Regions from separate parts of the Salvelinus alpinus genome. Here all the other regions are linked to region 3. The links are chromatin contacts, called in public Hi-C maps. All regions are on one chromosome and are shown on one strand. The core of a region is the stretch at or near the end of the contact, and the rest is flanking DNA. Distances in the headings are between cores, read along the strand shown. Region 1 holds the start of LOC139546761 (rho-related GTP-binding protein RhoE). Region 2 holds the start of LOC139546760 (B-cell receptor CD22-like). Region 3 holds the start of LOC139546763 (cobalamin trafficking protein CblD-like).

Region 1 (4,322 bases), core at 802-3,301, 170 kb before region 3:
GAGATGCGCTGCAGTACTTAATGCAGCTGGTGGCCACACCAGAAACTGACTGTTACTTTTGATTTTGACCCCCCCTTTGTTCAGGGACACATTATTCCATTTCTGTTAGTCACATGTCTGTGGAACTTGTTCAGTTTATGTCTCAGTTGTGGAATCTTGTTATGTTCATACAAATATTTACACATGTTAAGTTTACTGAAAATAATCGCAGTTGACAGTGAGAGGATATTTATTTTTTTGCAGTTTAGATATTCCATTAAAAATCTGATGTTTTCAGCTACAATAGTAATTTACAACATTAACAATGTCTACACTGTATTTCTGATCAATTTGATGTTATTTTAATGGACAACATTTTTGCTTTTCTTTCAAAACAAACTTTTCAACGGTAGTGTATGAGATGAGTAATGCCAGATATGTAAACATGATTAAAGTGACTAGTGTTCCATTCCTTAAAGTGGCCAGTGATTCCTAGTCTATGCCTATAGGCAGCAGCCTCTAATGCGCTAGTGATGGCTGTTTAACAGTCTGATGGCCTTGAGATAGAAGGTGTAAACAGTGAAATGCTTACTTTAAGGGTCCTTTTCCAACAATGCGGAGTTAAGATAAAGATACAAAATTTAATCAAATATAGAAATAGTGACATGAGGAATAAATACACATTGAATAACAATAACGAGTGAAAGTAACATGGCTATATGCAAGGGAGTACCAGTGCTGAGTCGTTGTGCAGGGGTATGAGGTAATTGAGGTAGCTATGTACATATAGGTAGGGGTGACTAGGCAACAGGATAGATAAGACAGTAGTAGCAGAAAACGTGGTGTGTGTGTGTGTGTGTGTGAGTGTGTGTCGCGTCAGGATGCATGTGTGCGCGTGCTGTGTGTATGTGTTTGTTGGGGTGTCAGTGTGAGTGTGTGGGTAGAGTCAGTGCAAGAGAGTTAGTGCAAAACAAGGGTCAATGCAGGTAGTCCGAGTAGCCAATTGGTTAGCTATTTAGTAGTCTTATGGCTTGGAGTAGAAGCTGTTCAGGGTCCTGTTGGTTACAGACTTGGTGCACTAGTACCGCTTGCCGTGCGGTAGTGAAGAGAACAGTCTATGGCTTGGGTGGCTGGAGTCTTAGACCATTTTTTGGGGCCTTCCTCTGACACCGCCTGGTGTAGAGGGCCTGGATGGCAGTGATCCCCCATCTCAACACTGATGAATAGGCCTACTTAATAATCCAAATCAAATGTAATTTCCATCCCTCTTAGTCTTGAACCATTCCAGTGTCCTTCATCCGTTAATTCCAAGGTTAATTTAATGAATCTCTTTGTCCTCCCTCCCTTGACATTTGACTAAGACACAACAGAGGGGTTTGGCCCGCCTCTCTGTTACCAGATGTAGAAGCAGACCTACCAGAAGTTTAAAAATATATAAAATAATTTAAGCGCCACTCTCCATTCATGGGGTTTCCAGTTACCACAGCCACAAACTCAGAAATTATGAAAACAAAAATGTGCTTTTTGGTCTTAATTTAAAGTTGGGGTTAGGCATAAGGTCGTAGAAATAGACCGGGTTTATGACTTTGTGGCTGTGGTAACTAGTGATGACAATCCATGTGCTGCCAGTGCTGTGTTTCGCCCTGAGGGAACATCACGAAGTTGTTGCATCAGCCACAAGTTTCTGAACATGAGTTATGTGCTTTTTAGTTCACCAGATGTTCAGCACATGTTGTGCCAGCCTTCCAGGTATTTCTGAATTACATAATGGACCGTTAAGTAACTGTATTATTACCTTATCTTGAGGTATCCGACTTAATCAGCCACAATGATAATGACTCTTTTGCTAGTTTTTTACTATGGACATTTGCTAGCTTCTTTTCACCTCTGAACACATCTTGCTTGTCCTCTCCTCTGAGAGCATGGTAGGGAATACCGACAAATAGAGGGCGCTGTTCACGTGGTAATGTTGACGTCTCCACGAGGGAGAAAGGGGCGGACTACTACTTCATCAAATGACAGAGGCAGCTGATTGGTTTAGCGTCTCGTATATAAACCCCCTGTGTTCCGTTGCTTTGCACGATCAACAGTAGTTTACCGGTGTGTGTAGGACGTTGCTGACAATATCGACAGTAGTGTACCGGTGAATAGAGGACGCAGCTAACAATATCACAGGACAGTAGTGATTGTTATGGGGAGCTGATTTTGGTGCGGAGCTTATCTATAGACATCAGAAAAATCAATGAAGGATACAGGATCTGGTCAAAAGCTTTCACCGAAATCCGAGATGGATCCTAACCAGAGCGTGAAGTGTAAAATCGTTGTCGTTGGGGACAGTCAGTGTGGAAAAACTGCTCTACTTCACGTCTTTGCAAAAGATTGCTTTCCAGAGGTAGGACTAGTGTTATGTCTTTTGGATGAGTTAACTAATTTGCGTGTTTTGTGCCATTTACGAGTCGTTACCCGAGGGGTAGTGTTGGAAAATGATATCTTCTGAACTTTTGTGCACTTTTACGCACAGACCAAGTGATTCAAATTGACTGGTTGCAGAGAGAGGTTAAATTACGATGGATAATGTTAGTGTTTTGAGTACAGCTCATCTTGGTATATTGGATAACGTTTATGATCAACATAATGATGTTTTGCAAATTCTTTATTTTATAGAACTATGTCCCAACGGTGTTTGAGAACTACACAGCCAGTTTTGAAATCGACACGCAAAGAATAGAACTCAGTCTCTGGGACACTTCAGGTGAGAACTTTTTGAATGATATTAAAATAATATCTATTTAATCACTACAGCATTCTATCCTGAACAAAAATATAAAGGCAACCACTTCAACGATTTTACTGAGTTACAGTTCATATGAGGTAATCTGTCAATTAAAATAAATTAGGACCTCATCTATGGATTTCACATGACTGGGAATAGATGCATTTGTTGGTTAGATGTCTTTAAAAAAAATTGCCTTCACAATTCAATTTGCCAATAGATCAAATGCAATTGTGTTTAACTTATGCCTGCCCATGCCATAAACCCACAGCCACCATGGGGCACTCTGTTCACAATGTTGACATTAACAAGCCATACATGTATATTTAACTAGGCAAGTCAGTTAAGAACAAGTTCTTGTTTAGAATGAAGGCCTAACCCGGATGACGCTGGGCCAATTGTGCACTGCCCTATGGGACTCCCAATCATGTCTGGATGTGATACAGCCTGGATTCAAACCAGGGACTGTAGTGACACCCCTTGCACTGAGATGCAGTGCCTTAGACTGCTGCGCTACTCGGGAGGCCAAATGGTCTGCGGTTGTGAGGTCGGTTGGATGTTTTCTAAACTGACATTGGAAGCGGCTTATGGTAGAGGAATACAATTTGAATTCTGGCCACTTCTCTGATGGACATTCCTGCAGCCAGCATGCCTGCAGTCAGCAATTCCACCATCCCGCAACTTGAGATCTCAAGCGTTGTGACATTTTAGTGGCCTTTTATTGTCCTAAGGACAAGGTGCACCTGTATAAGAGCTAACTCTTTAGTCAGCTTCTTGATATGCCACCTGTAAGGTGGCTGGATTATCTTGGCAAAGGAGAAATGCTTACTAACAGGGATGTAAACAAATGTTTAATTTGTTGAAATTAAGCATTTTGAGCATATGGAAAACTTCTGGGATCTTTTATTTCAGCTCATGAAACATGGGACCAACACTTTGCATGTTGCGTTTATATTTTTGTCTAGTGTAGATAGACATAAGAGCCTACTAACACTGCACTACAGGGCCCGAATGTGGAATATGGACTGGCACGGTGGAATGTGAGCATTGCCATGAATTAGAGTAAACATTTCTTCACCACATTTTAAAAGCTTGTAAAAAATCAGACTGTGTGCCTAGCTTAATCTTAATTTGACTGGTCGTCAATACATTAAACTAGCCCAGTAGGTGGCAAGGAATATCCAGAGTTTAATCTGACACTGCATCCTTGGAATGTTATGGACCACTCTAGCGTGAGGATGTATTGAACACATTCAAATTGAGATGACTGAATTTCTCTAGTTGGCTTTGAATGACAGAAAGGCCAGGAGTTGAGGTAGTTTGGCTTGGGAATGCAGTGGAGGGGGCATTGTTACAGCCAATAAAAAACAAAGACAAACAGGCCTGGAACTCTTCATCAGTGCCTCACACCTGCTTTTGACTGTCACTTCCTCCAAACGTCGCTCCTCCGTAGGTAGGGTACTGGTCTTCCATTGCCGAACATGTAGCACCCACCTGGGTGATGCTCGTGAAAGCGCACAAATTGGCAATTCAGAACAGTCCCTGAGCCTCCTCTGCCATCTCTGGACAC
Region 2 (4,850 bases), core at 753-3,252, 240 kb before region 3:
CACAGGTGGGTTGGCATCACTGCTGCAGGTCAGAGTCACTGAACTGCCCTCCACTAGTTCACCAGAAGGACTGACTGATACTGACACTCTCTTTGGGCCATCTAGTGTTGGGAATGACATACAAATGAACACACAGTGTACCCAAAATATAATACTAGAATTAAATTACAGTTAGATTATATATATTTATTGTACTCACATCTGACAGTGAGAGTCTCTTCAGCAGAGGGGAGATTCTCATGGCCGTTTACAGCACAGGAGTATCTGCCTGTATCCTCACTGCTGACTGGGTCTAGGTACAAGTAGTTATTTTTGGTCTTTGGGTTTGTGAGACGTTGTCTGTTCTTGTTCCAGATGTAGGTGGGGTTGGGGTTGTCAGTCAGAGTACAGGTGGTGCTACAGGTCAGTGTCACAGGCTGTCCCTCTGTCACTATAGTTTGAAATGTTGCCTTCAGGCCTGTGATTAAAAACAAACATTATAACCTTATCAACTTACCCAACAACCATTGTAATCAAATGACACGAGACGTCCATATTATATACAGACTGTCATTCCTAATGTACTGTATAATATCAAATTAAAACAGATTTCCAAAGACTTGAATGTAATTGATAAAGCGTTACAAAATAGTGTACCTGTGACGGACAGCCTGACTCCAGGACTGCCAGAATAGCTCTCACTTCTCACACTTTGAAAAACATGACCTTGTATGATCTGAGTCTCGAATGTGAACCAGTACTCAGCTGAGTCGCTCTCTCTCAGGTCTGTGATTCTCAGGGTGCAGTCGTTCACTCTGTCCCCATAGTATTCCACACGATCATCATTCTGAGGTTTCACAACAGACCATCTATAGAACCATGATGTCTCTGTGACTGTATGACCTCTGGGATATGTGTAAGAGCAGGTCAGATTCACTGTTGACCTCTTCAAGGTACAGATATTCTGAGGGTTGTAAGTCACCCTCCAGCCATTCTGACCCAGTACCACTGCAACACAGTCACACATCACAGGGCAACTAAAGAACCATTAAAGAAACCCATGGCCCACACCCAATTTCTTCCACAGTTGCGGAGAGATGAGCGAATGGAAACCACAAGCATATACTGTATGTGAGGTGTGAAGAGCAAATCTAAATATTAACAAGGAAATTAATAATTTACACCAAATTAACATTGAGAAGCAACGTATTGTGAATTGTTAGAATTGTTTAGAAATGTCTATAGATTGAATAGCAAAGGATAGGAAAAGGATGATTACTGAAAGGTTAGGAATGAGACCATACCTGTCTCAGACCAGATAAAGACCATCAACACACTTCCTGCTGTTCTCAATGCCATTGTTGCATCTCCATGCAGTCTTACAAACAGAAAGGTAGACAACTAAAACACACTTTATAACTGGTGAATAACTACACTTGATACTTAGCACACAACAGTATTATATATGTATTGCTCTAAATACATTTTCCCCCCTAATTCTGACCATAGCGTTAAGGCCAACGACCCTATCATTATCACAATATATGGTTTATTACTAAAAACATCAAATTAAACACAATGTTAAAAGATATTGTCACACATACTTACAGAGTGAAGTGGAAAGGACTTGTACAGTAAATCAACTGACTAGTAGTGAGTGGAAACAAGAACTAAGTGTGGTTGGCACATATTGAAAGTAGCTGATACAGAACTGTCCTTCCACTTTAGACATTAACATGCATGATGCTGTTACGAGGAGCGAAGGGAGGGAACCCAAGAGCGGACTCAGAAGAGGAAGCCGGGATGAATACACCGAAATGTTTATTGAACACAGAGAAATATGAAGTGCAGAACCGGGGTAGCTCAGATGAGTTGCAGAAAAACAGGAGTGTAGAATGAGGTTGGAGTTGCCTGAGTAGAACAGGGGAACAGGTCCTGAGAGGAATCCAAGGTAATGGTGGGGAGTGAAATCCAGAGCAAGGTAGTTGGGGATGAGATGTGGAACAGGAGACAGGAGCCAGAGACAGAGCAGCACTGCAAGGAGAGGACAAAAAATGGTGTTAGGCAGGGAAACAAGCACAGCAGAGCAACAGGATCTTGAGAAAAGACAAAAGGCTAGAAGAATAACTGACTGAGCAGAGATTACGACCTGGCAGAGTAGAAGTGGCAGGAATGGGTATATGTAGAGCTTGATTTATGGATGAGTTGCAGCTGGTAGGGATCTGCTCTGACTCCAGCACACCTGTCTCCAACCACACAATTAAACAGAGAGGGAGAGAGAGAGAGAGAGAGAGAGAGAGAGAGAGAGTACAGGGAAAGAACTGTAGGTCAAGGAGACAACGGACAACCACCAGAGGGCGTAGCAGGAGCAGATGTGACAGATGCATTCTACCTAATAATAATAATTACAATCATCATCATTAGGATCATTATAATAATCAGAACACCACAACAGACTTATATGGCACTTTTCAAAGACCCAGAGACGCTAGAAGCAGAACAACTGATGATGTCACCTATGCCTACAGATCTGTTAACAGAGCAGATTGAATAGAACATGATAGAAAAAATGTGGTTACTATGATGAAGAATAGATTACACCTGATACTGCAATTGGGAGGTATCAAGCAATGAGACTAATGTTGTATTACATGCTAGTACATAACACATATGGAAACAGTAATGCAAAACAAAATGTTTTACAATGAGATTCATATGCAGAACAAATCCTCAAATGCAGTACAATCACATGGAACAAGCTACTATCAAGCTGCAAAAAGTAAGCAAGCCTAAATATCCTTTATTGACTGATAATTACTTTTTTTCTTGTTTTTCTCTTAACAAGCTAAAGCTATTTTACCTTGATAAGACGATTAAAGTAAAATAATAGAAGCAATATAATGTAGATAATCTGATAGAAAACAAATACTATTTGATCTGAACTCACCCGTCCATTGTCTGCTGTCCTTTGTTGCATCTCCCTCCCTGCAGTCTTAGAATCAGAAAGGTAGACAACTTAAACACACAACTTAAACACACACCTGATGCAAATAAAAATGCACAATACTCTTGTTTACATCTAAGGACGCTATGCCTCTTTTTCTGTGCCAAGCATCTTTGGTATGAATCAAGGACACATTTTTTATGCTCAACTTCAAACCAAGGATTTTAATCTGTCATCATGAAATTAGTCATCAATATATTTGATGGGTAACCTTAATGATCAGTATTAAAACCGTGATACATTTGAGAATTGTATTGTCTAAGGCAGTGGTTCCCAAACTTTTTATAGTCCCGTACCCCTTCAAACATTCAACCTCCAGCTGCGTACCCCCTCTAGCACCAGGGTCAGTTCTCAAATGTTGTTTTTTGCCATCATTGTAAGCCTGCCACACACACAATATACAATACATTTATTAAACATAAGAATGAGTGTGAGTTTGTCACAACCCGGTTTGTGGGAAGTGACAAAGAGCTCTTATTAGGACCAGGGCACAAATAATAAAATAATAATAATCAATAGTTTTGCTCTTTATTTAGCCATCTTACATATAAAACTTTATTTGTTCATCGAAAATTGTGAATAACTCACCACAGGTTAATGAGAAGGGTGTGCGTGAAAGGATGCACATAACTCTGCAATGTTGGGTTGTATTGGAGAGAGTCTCAGTATTAAGTCATTTTACACACTGTCTCTGTCTCTTACACACTGTTTTCATGCTAGTGAGGGCTGAGAATCCACTCTCACATAGGTACGTGGTTGCAAAGGGAATCGGTGTCTTAACAGCTTGATTTGCCAAGGCAGGATACACTGAGCGCAGCCCTATCCAGAAATCTGGCAGTGGCTTTCGATGAGGCTCTCTTGTTCAGATATTGGTAAGTGGACTGGAGGCAGGGCATGAAAGGGATAACGAATCCAGTTGTTTGTGTCATCCGTTTCGGGAAAGTACCTGCGTAATTGCGCACCCAACTCACTCAGGTGCTTCACTATATCACGTTTGACATAGTCCGTAAGCTTGAGTTCATTTACACACCAAAAAATCATACAATGATGGAAAGACCTGTGTGTTGTCCTTGTTAATGCAGACAGAGAAGAGCTCCAACTTCTTAATCATAGCCTCAATTTTGTCCCGCACATTGAATATAGTTGTGGAAAGTCCCTCTAATCCTAGATTCAGATCATTCAGGCAAGAAAAAACATCACCCAGATAGGCCAGTCGTGTGAGAAATTCGTCATCATGCAAGCGGACAGACAAGTGAAAATTATAGTCAGTAAAAAAAACTTTAAGCTCATCTCTCAATAAAAAAAAACATGTCAATACTTTGCCCCTTGATAACCAGCACACTTCTGTATGTTGTAAAAGCGGCCCATATCATTGCATAGTGTCACGATCGTCGTATGGTGAAAGAGAAGAGGACCAAGGCGCAGCGTGAAGTGAATACGTAATCTATTTATTTAAGCGACGTACTGAAGAACACTTTAACAAAACTACAAACGTGAAGCTATACAAAACAAATAAGTGCAGACACTGGCAACTTACACATAGACAATCACCCACAACCTACCTAATGACTATTGCTGCCTAAATATGGCTCCCAATCAGAGACAACGATAGACAGCTGTCTCTAATTGAGAACCAATCTAGGCAACCATAGACTTACATAAACACCTACAATGAACACAACCCCATGAACTCTACAAACACCCCTTAGACAATACAAACACCCTAGACAAGACAAAAACACACAAACATCCCCCATGTCACACCCTGACCTAACTAAAATAATAAAGAAAACAAAGATAACTAAGGCCAGGGCGTGACACATAGTGCAGAAAATACACGAGAGTTCAGGGGCCTTGCTTTAACAAA
Region 3 (4,780 bases), core at 654-3,153:
TTTTCAAATTATTTTTTTACCCCCTTTTTTCTCCCCAATTACGTGGTATCCAATTTGTAGTAGTTACAGTCTTGTCTCATCGCTGCAACTCCCGTACGGACTCGGGAGAGGCGAAGGTCGAGAGCCATGCGTCCTCCGAAACACAACCCAACCTAGCCGCACTGCTTCTTGACACAATGCACATCCAACCCAGAAGCCAGCCGCACCAATGTGTCGGAGGAAACACCGTGCACCTGGCGACCTGGTCAGCGTGCACTGCGCCTGGCCCAACACAGGAGTTGCTAGTGCGCGATGAGACAAGGATATCCCTGCCGGCCAAACCCTCCCTAATCCGGACGACGCTAGGCCAATTGTGCGTCGCCCCATGGACCTCCCGGTCGCGGCCGGCTGCGACAGAGCCTGGGCTTGAACCCAGAACCTCTGGTGGCACGGCTAGCACTGCGATGCAGTGAGCCTTAGACCACTGCGCCACCCGGGAGTTCGGGTCATTGTCCTGTTGAAAATCAAATGATAGTCCCACTAACCGAAAACCAGATAGGATGGCATATCGCTGCAGAATGCTGTGGTAGCCATGCTGGTTAAGTGTGCTTTGAATTCTAAATAAATCACTGACAGTGTCACCAGCAAAGCACCCCCACACCATCACACCTCCTCCTCCATGCTTCACTGTGGGAACCACACACATGGATATCTACACCTGCATTGCTTGCCGTGCTTCTACACCTGCATTGCTTGTTGTTTGGGGTTTTAGGCTGGGTGTCTGTACAGCACTTCGAGATATTAGCTGATGTACGAAGGGCTATATAAAATAAACTTGATTTGATTTGATATCATCCGTTCACCTACTCTGCGTCTCACAAAGACACAGCGGTTGGACCCAAAAATCTCAAATTTGGACCATAGGACAGATTTCCACTGTTCTAATGTCCATTGCTCGTGTTTCTTGGCCCAAGGAAGTCTCTTCTTCTTATTGGTGTCCTTTATTAGTGGTTTCATTGCAGAAATTCGACCATGAATGCCTTATTCGTGCAGTCTTCTCTGAACAGTTGATGTTGAACTGTGTCTGTACTTGAACTCTGTGAAGCATTTATTTGGGCTGCAATCTCAGGTGCAGTTATTCTAATGAATTTATCCTCTGCAGCAGAGGTATCTCTGGGTCTTCCTATCCTGTGGCGGTCCTCATGAGAGCCAGTTTCATAATAGCGCTTGAAGGTTTATGCGACTGCACTTCAAGAACAAACATTTGTTCTCAACAGACTGGTCCACAGAACGGTTGCACTCAAATAAATACAATGAGGGAGTTTGATTAACGGGCGTGAACAGGCAAAAGTGGTGAGAGACCGCCCTTCTCAAATCAGAACGTTCCAAATTTTATGTTAACCCGGTTCATTAATCGAATGCCCTCATTAGCACAGCAACCTCTATATTTTACCTATATTTAACTAGGCAGGTCAGTTAAGAACAAATTCTTATTTACAATGACGGCCTACCCCTGCCAAATCCTAACCTGCACGACACTGGGCCAATTGTGCGCCGCCCTATGGTACTCCCAATCATGGACGGTTGTGAAACAGCCTAGAATCGAACCAGGGTCAGTAGGGGCACCTCTAGCACTGCTCTTCAGGTACAAAGCTCTCATCTGAACGGGAGTTTGAGGATTATTTTATACATTATACAGGTTAGCCACTAATTACAGTGCCACAAGAAACACTGACGAAAACTTTCACATTCATTTTTGTCTGAAACTCTCCTTAGAATTGCCTTTGCAGGGATCAATCTGTAGGTACATGCTGCCACTCATGGATAGGGATATAACGACATCTAGTGTGCAAACATGATTCTGCATTTTGATGTTATTTATTTTTTGCAACCTTGTTACGTCAAGCCATTTTGGTCGCTCGCAGGGTCCCGTCATTTACTCACGTAAGCGCGCATGTGCACAACGAAAGGTGAAGCAGATAGATGGCAGGCGAGCTAAAGTTAGGTCAAGGATAAACACAGATAAGACTTATTCATCTTTTCAACGTATTGTATTGATTTATGTTTGCAAGAAGGGGATATTCTTCAACGAATTTATTTAAGGTAAATATATTACATTTATTGTCAGAGCCTAAACTAATATAAATCGGCTAACGTAGAGCTAGCTAGTACGTTAGCTGTGTTGTCTTGCACCTCATTAAATTTGGTTTTACTTTCGATATTCGGAGTTTTCTCGTCAATAGCTCTCAGACGGAGTCATAGGATGATGATAGGATATATCGAGAATCAGATGATGTTAGAGAGCACTTTCCTTAACAGAGAAGGAGGCATTATGCTGATTTCTGGCGCTCAGGTGGTTTAGGGACAGTCGTAAAAGTGCAATATTGGGGATTGAATGTAAACAAAATATACGTTTTTACATTCCCTTTCAGGAGGGTTAGCCCTATATGCAGATTACACACTACATAGGGCCTCATTTTAATTACTTAGCTCTAACTACTAAGACCCATTTTTTAAAAGTATTTAACCTTTATTTAATTAGGCAAGTCAGTTAACATTTTAAAATGTAATTGTTCTGTGAATACCAGATTTGGCTGATCGCACTTTTAAGATGATCCCTTAGCAGCCAGCACATAAGTCACTTTTTGTAAACAAAACTGAGGGGAAAAAGGCTGTATTTTGTGCTCTATTGTTATCTGATTCCAGATATACCACCCATCAATTGGCGCTCAGGTGGTTTAGGGACAGTCGTAGAGTTATTGATGAGCAAACTCCAAATATCAAACCAATTTTTTAAATTATTTTATTTAACCTTTATTTAACTAGGTAAGTCAGCTAAGAACAAATTCTTATTTACAATGACGGCCTATCGGGGAACACTGGGTTAACTGCTTTGTTCAGGGGCAGAACGACAGATTTTTACCTTGTCAGCTCTAACCACTAGGCTACCTGCCGTCCCTATGTAAACTGAAAATATATGTACTGCAGTTTAGCGAGCAGGGGTGTATTCATTAGTTGGATTCTGTTGCAAAACATTTGGGCTGTTGGGAAACGAAGGTGGAAGGAACCCTGTGGACTTCACTCCACTTTAGAGCATGGAAGAATGTATAATTTATAGTTGTGAAGCTTGTGCCAAACACTTCACAGACTATTCAGATTGGAATGGTCAGGAAACCATACAGTACTTACTGTCTTTGCCATAACATTAAAATGAACTACAAATTCCATTTAAGAACCCAACATCTTTTACGTCATGTTGCAAGAGCATTTGGAGTAAACGGTTTCTGTTGCAAAACATTTTGCAACAGAATCTGACCAATGAATACACCACAGCTCTCACTTTTTAGTTAGCTAACATTAGCTGGCTAGCTAGCTAACATTCCCTACAGTCCTGCTGTACCCTGTTATGTAATGTTGTGGCAGCTATGTCGTCTGAAATAGTTGTCAATGAGCACTAAGTGACGGTACTACGGGGTAAGGATATTCTGAATTGTGATTCAAATTATTTGTAGCCAGCAAGTTAGCCTGTTGACAGTCAACTGCTGTTTGTTTTGAGCTATTTAGCTTGATGATAATCAGTTTATGCACCTACTTTCAGTGTTTTGTGTCTAATGAGATTTATCTCAATGAGATTTATGCAGTTGGTTAATTTATTACTTTGTCTTTTGCAGTTTTGCAAGTGAATAACAGAAGAGGGAGAGGCCCAACAGGATGGCCAGTGTAAGTCTATTTGACAGAGACTTCCAGATTTGATCAGAATCCAACGTCACACACACACACTTAATGCTTGTGTCGTGTGTGTCCTGATGGGGATGTTCCTTCTCTGTTCCTCAGGTGCTCTGTAGCAGAGCCAGGCTGGTGACTTACCTGCCAGGGCTTCATGTACTGGTCCGGCGGATTGCTGGAACCAACCAGAGAACATTCTCTGGTGCTGGATCATCTGGCTCTGATGAGCCTCGTGTAGCAGTCACACCCCCTGACCTTGGTAAGTGCAGACCTCTAATCACAATGATGATACTGAAGTTGCCTGAATGTGAACGTCATATACCAACTGTCTGTTATTCAGAAGGTATGTGAATCAATTGGCTCAATAATTGGATCAACTTCTTGTTAAATTATGTCTCATTGTCAGGACCCAGGACAGTTTGGCCAGATGATAGTATGGGTCCGTTCGGGCCTCAGGACCAGCGCTTCCAACTGCCAGGTAACTCAGGCTTTGACTGCCACCTGGAAGGCACAGCAGAACAGAAGATTAAAGGCCCAGTCCACCGGACAGTCCCCGACGTGCTGACTGTTCCCTCCAGCAGCGAGAGGCATGAGTTCATCCTTGCCCAATTTGTCGGCGAGTTCCAAGTAAGTGTGGTTGGTTTCACAATTGACATACATTTCTTCTGGTGATAATGAAGCATATGCGTATTATGCAGTGTAATATTCAGGGATGTTTTTGGTTTTCTGAGCAACGTTCCATGATTGTTTGTCTTAGGGGAAAGAGGCTGATCCCCCTGAACAAATAGTCAACCGAGCAGAACAGTACTTTGATAACTCCAATGTAGAGTGTGCGATACAGTCTTGCCCTGAGCTGCTGAAGAAAGGTACATATATGATTGTTTTCCTTTCACCAAACAGATATAGCCCTATGTGAGCAGTCTTACTTTCTGTAGAAATGCACAAAATACAGGGCATTCAGAAAGTATTCAGACCCATTCTGTTTTTCCACATATCCTCATTCTAAAATGTATTAAATGCATGTTTTTCCTCATTAATCTACACACAATACCCCATAATGACAAAGCAAAAACAG

Evidence for each region. Hi-C and Micro-C count contacts between places; a contact is called where the count stands out from the background.
Region 1: a contact with region 3 is called in a Hi-C map of red muscle, with 7 times the contacts expected there. The contact joins the promoter of LOC139546761 here to the promoter of LOC139546763 in region 3. A contact is called at or near these places in 2 of 3 Hi-C or Micro-C datasets (muscle and red muscle).
Region 2: a contact with region 3 is called in a Hi-C map of muscle, with 13 times the contacts expected there. The contact joins the promoter of LOC139546760 here to the promoter of LOC139546763 in region 3. A contact is called at or near these places in 2 of 3 Hi-C or Micro-C datasets (muscle and red muscle).

The regions. Positions count from the first base shown.
Region 1 is chr20:36,030,806-36,035,127 of SLU_Salpinus.1, forward strand. LOC139546761 (rho-related GTP-binding protein RhoE) reads left to right here and starts at 2,052. Exons shown (of 5, transcript XM_071355515.1): 1 at 2,052-2,371; 2 at 2,644-2,731. The coding sequence starts at 2,222.
Region 2 is chr20:35,957,941-35,962,790 of SLU_Salpinus.1, forward strand. LOC139546760 (B-cell receptor CD22-like) reads right to left here and starts at 2,003. Exons shown (of 7, transcript XM_071355513.1): 1 at 1,588-2,003; 2 at 1,284-1,357; 3 at 637-987; 4 at 200-457; 5 at 1-101. The coding sequence starts at 1,338.
Region 3 is chr20:36,199,717-36,204,496 of SLU_Salpinus.1, forward strand. LOC139546763 (cobalamin trafficking protein CblD-like) reads left to right here and starts at 1,904. Exons shown (of 7, transcript XM_071355517.1): 1 at 1,904-2,082; 2 at 3,814-3,964; 3 at 4,112-4,332; 4 at 4,463-4,571. The coding sequence starts at 2,041.